2 separate regions of the Mus musculus genome follow, and region 2 is linked to region 1. A link is a contact called in public HiChIP or PLAC-seq data. All regions are on one chromosome and are shown on one strand. Each heading gives the region's core, a stretch centred on a gene start, on an enhancer-like site or on the middle of the called end of the contact. The rest is flanking DNA. Distances are from core to core; before and after follow the strand shown. Region 1 overlaps Adgrb3 (adhesion G protein-coupled receptor B3). Region 2 holds the start of Adgrb3 (adhesion G protein-coupled receptor B3).

What was found. HiChIP or PLAC-seq counts read pairs in DNA pulled down with a chosen protein or histone mark.
Region 2: a contact with region 1 is called in an H3K4me3 HiChIP or PLAC-seq map of embryonic forebrain, with 2.6 times the contacts expected there. The contact joins the promoter of Adgrb3 here to the enhancer-like site in region 1. A contact is called at or near these places in 2 of 39 promoter capture datasets (hippocampal neurons and stem cell-derived epiblast-like cells), 1 of 484 Hi-C or Micro-C datasets (cerebral cortex) and 5 of 115 datasets of contacts at active chromatin or transcription factors (astrocytes, embryonic forebrain, forebrain and 2 more).

What each region holds. Positions count from the first base shown.
Region 1 is chr1:25,084,399-25,087,366 of GRCm38.p6, forward strand. The region is part of intron 28 of Adgrb3 (adhesion G protein-coupled receptor B3); the gene reads right to left. Among named protein-coding and RNA genes, the nearest start is that of Gm29414, 58 kb to the left of the region's middle. Within about 2 kb of position 1,448, at least 29 of the 459 cell types and tissues checked have an H3K27ac peak or open chromatin away from gene starts, as enhancers often do. A contact at or near this core is called in cerebral cortex, embryonic forebrain, forebrain and 1 more, where this site is marked.
Region 2 is chr1:25,828,323-25,831,223 of GRCm38.p6, forward strand. Adgrb3 (adhesion G protein-coupled receptor B3) reads right to left here and starts at 1,385. Exons shown (of 31, transcript NM_175642.4): 1 at 1,140-1,385. It overlaps Gm9884 (predicted gene 9884), which reads left to right and starts at 2,108. Exons shown (of 2, transcript NR_169046.1): 1 at 2,108-2,719; 2 at 2,846-2,901.

The DNA of each region.
Region 1 (2,968 bases), core at 198-2,697:
TGATTCCATTAAGATTATTTTTCTGACTTGAAAATATTCCATCAGTATGTTTCCATTTTCACCTCGAACTTCACTTAAAGGTAGAGGATATTACATTTTTTTTTTTTTAACTTTGGGTACTAATGCTCGTTTTCAGTGAAATGTATTTTCATTCAATCCGGAAATGGTTCCAGTTTTAACAAAAACCACTTTGCAGACGTGGAGGACTAAACGTAAAATTGGGAAAATAACCTCTGTACTTTTAGACGTCCCCCAACAGACACCCAGATTATTTTTAAATATGCTCTTGCTTTGTAGCTCAGGCTGTTCTCAGAATTTAGGGGCTTCTTGCTTCAGCTTCCAGTGTTCTAAAAACCACACTTGATGTCAAGCAAACCCTGCCTGCCCGTCTGGTTATGCTCTGATGTTTATATGTCAGTCTTGTACAAATTTCTCAAAATTAGGTCATCTCCTGCCAAAACGCTTCTTGTTGCTAGTTCTTAGGAAGTGAACATTTTTTTGTTTGTTTGCTTGTTTTTGTCTTTAATTCCTATTTAGTCAAGCAACAGATATTCTACACCCCAACACACTGTCTCACAGTGTTTCTCTCAGACTCTAAATCTGTTAAACACCCAAATCTAGTTATAGGTACACGTGCATTGATGAAATAAAGTAATTAGTCAGTGGGCTTGATACAATCAGGAAGTATGATTAAAACAAAGTGGATGTGAGCTCATGTGATAATGGGACTTTCATGATATCAGTATGGAGATGGTATTTTTAGCATCTGCTCCAGGAAGCCACCGATTCTTAAAATGGATGAGGTGGAGAGGGAGATGCCTGTAAATTTATAAAAAGATCTCCACAGTTTTAGAGAACAAAGAAAATTTCTGCTGTGCTTTTTCTTTAAGTAGACTCCCCCCTGCCCCTCCCTGAGGGAGTTGGGGAGGGAACCTAAGGGAACGTACAGTCTTTCTGGCCAGATCATGTTTTGTCCCCCCACCCCCACCTCCCAACTCCCAGCTCAATATCGACAACCTTAACATCACTGGCTTCTCAGGGTTTCGACTGCAGATTTATGGCAGATCTAGTTGCCATTATGACTGTTATGAGTGTTATTAAAAAAATATGACTTTCCTGCAGCTAGAGCTAAAATTGTCATTATAAAACCAGGACCTCCTGTGCAGCCTAATCTCGGAACATGTTTTCAGCAGACAGAAGGACTTAAGGAGGACCCGGGACACTTCTGACATAATCTCATTGTGGTGAAACTGCTGAGCACCAGAAATCCAGGCTTGATGGAATACTGAGGAGAGAGAGGAAATCGGGAACGCCTTGTGGAAGTGGAAACTAAACATGATGCCCTCTTGTGTTCTCCTTGTCTCCAACAGCGTGCTGCCTTTGTCCTGGTGACATCCTGGAAGAGGCAGCAATGAAAGAACACATCCAAATAAACCTGGCTCCGCCTCGCACTGTGCAGCATTCTGCTAGACTGAACGTCAGCGCTCCCATTCTTCTCTCCCATGCACACCCAGCCTTCTTGGCACTGTGGTTCAGCAAAGCTTTTTCTTTTCCTTTTTTTCTTTAATAAATATGTGTTAAGAAAAATCTAAGCATGGACACATTTAGTTAAAAGCAATTATTATAAAACATTAGTCATGAGCTTTTGTTTCTTCATCTGAAACGTAACTGATGGAATCTTGCAAAAATGGTTCAGTCAGCTTGAAGACAGAGAGAGCCTTCTGCTCTATGCACCGAGGGGCTCTCTGTTGCCAAAGGTGAAAACGACCATATGTTGCTGCATTTGTTTTGGATCACAAGGCAGTGCTGCCTAGGAATTGAGGATTTGGATGCATACACGGTGCCAAAAAGCTTTATGTTATAGGAGCAAGAAGAAAGTATGGGAACCCAAAGAGCCCCAGCAACAGATTCCAACGCCTATGTCGATGTGCAACATTTTTCTTTCTCTCCCATGTAATTTCGTTAAAATTAGATGCTACCAAAGGGCATAGCAGGGCTGGCAGGCTACAAGGATTAGATGAAGGAATGAGAAAATTTTAATCAAAACCTGGTGATGGGGTGTGGTGGAGATGGCTACAAAATAAATCATGGAGGTTTAAAGATCAGATAGCATGGAAAATGTGTCAAGCAATCAAATCAAATGTGTGTGTGTGTGTGGTAGGGGTAGGTATGTATGGCTACTTCCCCACAATACTGAGTATTCCAATCTATGTGCACCTAATAAAGTGTTTTCACATTTGAACATACTAACCAGACTTCAGATGGTTGGGAAAACGGTGTCATTTTATGAATGAATGTAACTAAGAGCCAGAGAAGTTAAAAATAATTTGACCAAGTCACCCGGGAGGTAAGTAAGTGAACTGTGATAAAAACTCAGGTCTGGTTCAGAGTCCAGTGCTTTCTACATAAGATCTCACCAGCTCCAATATGTAGGATAATATTTTACAAACAAGATGTCTGCAGCATGCTGTTCTGGAACTCAGCAAGATAATACTAGATGGCCGTGGTAGTCCGCATTTCACAGTAGTGGTACTGAAATATGTTAGAAGAATAAAGCAAGGTCAAACGGACTAACCATTTCAGGCTAATTATATTTTGAAGAAGAAGAAAAAAAAGCCAATTTGATGGTCGTTATTTCTCAGAAAATCTGTGTTTTGTAAAAACAAAACAAAAACAAAATGCTTATTCAAATAGATAATGAGGCAATGCTACGATAACAAACAGATGTGACTCTTGTTACTGAGAAGTTCAGTTTGTCTTACGTGTCAGATGCTCGTAGTACAAAGTGGGATATCAGAAAGATCCCAATGCATTTTGATTTTGCCTGTGTCTACCCTGTGTGCATATCCATGAGATGTTCTGGGAAGTCTTTTGAGGCTAGAGTTTGCTGAGACTGTGACCCACTTACGTGTTTATTCAAATGTTCTTCTGGGCCTTGTAGAAGGCCACTGTAAGGCATAAAAAGTGC
Region 2 (2,901 bases), core at 135-2,634, 740 kb after region 1:
CACAACAGCAGTTTAAAATAAACCCAGAGCTGATAGGACTATCAGAATAGCGTTTTCTCTTCCAAACACACAGCTCACTGAGTAATGCCTTTTCCAGTTGAAAATAAGTAAATAAATAAATAAATAAAGGTAATGATATTTTAGAGGTTACGTGTGTTTAAAAAAAATGGGAACAGTCTCGTGTGTGTGTGTGTGTGTGTGTGTGTGTGTGTGCACGCTGTAGCACTTTGCAGGCAATGCAGGTCTGCGCAGTGTTCTTCAGGATAGAGTGTAGGCGTTGAAAGCCGATGTGACAGTAAGTGTCTAAATTAGGAATTCCAACCATGAAAGGGGGCTTCATTTTATAATCAGGAACTCAAAAGGAGGTCGTATTTCTTTTCCTTATTAAAAAAAAAATCGGTATTTCTGCTTCCATTTATTTGGCAGTGGATGTCTGCAATAGTGTGCTTATCAGTGATTAGAAGAGAAGGGAAGAGCTGATTTCACATCTCTCTTCCACCCTTCATGTAACGCTCTTTATTTTTAACCATTCTTGGGGTACGAAGTCTTGTTTGTTTCTATATAATAAGAAATATGAATCATTGAACTGCCCCCACCCCCACTGCAGGCCCTGTTCAAACAACCGTATATCTGTCTAAGGAAAAATAAGGGCCAGAGGTTGCCTAAGGGATGGTCACTGAGGGCTCCAGAATGTTGTATTTATTTATTTATTTATTTGGCTCTTTCTGAGAGGCAAACCAGCACTGAGTTTAGCTATTCTCAAACTGATCTTCTGGGTGACACTTTAGTTTAGCCGAACATAGACGGCGCCATCACTCCACTGATTTTTTCCCCCAACAGAAGACCCAATCCTACTCTATCCTAACTTCCTTTTAACCTACCCCCCTCCGCCCCCGCTAAAATTACCTCAATCACGCACGAGTTGCTAGATTTTCTGGGTCTCTCTCCCTATTCCTTCCCATCCAGCACACCTCTTCAAAAACAGACTTCTCTTAACTTTTCAACTGCGGCGTTTTAGTAAGCTCAGAATCTTGCCATCCGCCAGCAACAGCCTTGACTTCCATCCCCCCAAACTGAGCCCAAGTCTCTCCGGGCGACCCCCCAGAAGACAGAGGTGACCCTTAGGCCCCTTTCCTTACCTTCCACTCCGAAAGCTCCGGGAGGCTCTTGATCTAAGACACCAGAACAGGCACACGTCCCAACAACAGTGATGGAGAGACTCCCCTTCGGTCCCAATCACCGTTGCCCATTTTTCCCCCCGGTTCAGCTTCAAATATTAAGATTTATGATTGGAAAAAAAATAATGCATGCAAACGAAAGGCAGAGGGAAAAAAAGGAAAAAAAAATAATAGGGGGGGGGGCGGTGGTATCCAGCGGCCAGAGCCTTGCGCCTTATCCAAGTGAATGAAGCCTTCAAAGGAGAGGCGGGGAGAGGCCCCCTGAAGGGAGACTCCACAGAAACACCAAACAGAAAAATGGAAGTGGATAAAGAGCGCAGATGTGTTTTCCCAAACCCACCCCCCCGCAACAAACGGATTGGCCAAGAAGCCAAAAAAGCGCTGAGAAGTGGCCGGCGGCGCTGGCTGGGGCGGCGTGTTGGGCGGTGGGCTGGTGGCAGGAGTGCTCCCGGCCGGTGGCGAGGCTGGAGCAGGAGCCGTTTGCTTGCTTGGTGCGCCCTCCTCCCCGGCCCTCCTCCCTGCCAGGTACTGATGGACGGAGCGCGGCTGAGGAGCTGGGGGTAAAATCCTGGGCTGGCGACGTCGGGAAGCTGTTTGAATGCCGGGCGAGGAGGGAGGCGCGCGAGGGCACGAGATAGTAAAGCTGTGTGGCGGGCGTGCGCGCCGGCGCGCGGCGCTCGCTCTCCCCGGGCTGCGCGCGAAGGGGGCCCGCGCGTTCCTCGGCGCGCACCCGCCGCTGGGCAACCCTCCCGCGCGCGTGCTCGTGGGTGCGCGCGTCCCCGGCGGAGCGCTGCGCCCGGACCAGAGTCCGGCCTCCCCCGCGGCGGGCGAGCTGGCGGGCGGGCGAGCGGGCGAGCGGGCGAGCGGGCGGGAGGGAGGACGGGCGCGGGAGCGAGGCGGGCGGGCGGGCGGGCGGGCGCGGGCTCCTCGGGGCTCTAGCCGAGCCCGCGCCCTGCTACTCAAACCCAAACACGTCTGGAAAACCGATCTTTTCTGCGCCTGGGAGGTTTTCGCATCCTCAGTTCCCACCGCTGAGGCTGGTCGCCACCAAGTGTAGGAGAAAGTCCCCAGGAGGAGAGGCAGGGGGGCGCGGAGACGGGAAGGCGACATGGAGGGGTAGGAAGTAAACGCTGGACTCGATCATCTGTCTGCTGCCATTCAGAGCGGACCTGCCGCAGCGGGAGAGCTGTCATTTCAGCACCGGGATTTAGCCTTGATCCAGTCTGCAGCTGAGGGGCCACAACTCAGCTCCCACTGCTCTTTGCCTCAGGCTGGAGGCTGGAACTATAGTTGTTCAGTTTTTTTGTTTTGTTTTGTTTTGTTTTTTGTTTTTAAAATCACAGCCAGACTGCAATTAACAGCTTATTTGTTCTGTCACGAAAGAGGCTTTGCCAGGACCACTGAGCAGGCTACCGAGGTCAGGCGTCCTGAGCTGCTCTCAGCATGGCGTTGGGACAATAGTGCGGGTTCTAAACTTTTGATTCGTTCTGGCTTCTTAATGCATTTATTCCTTGTCAAGTTTCCCCTCGTAGGAAGTTCGGGTAAGTGATGGGAAGAAATGAAGAAAAGCTACCTTTGTTGTCCGTTGAGAAGGGGGATAAGGAAGATAAATTTCTACACGACTCCACCGTTTTATTTACTTATTGTTTATTTTGCCTCTTGTACAGACGTCTGAAGATGCATCAGATAGACTTCACATGCACATGCAGGTCACTCGCCAGCT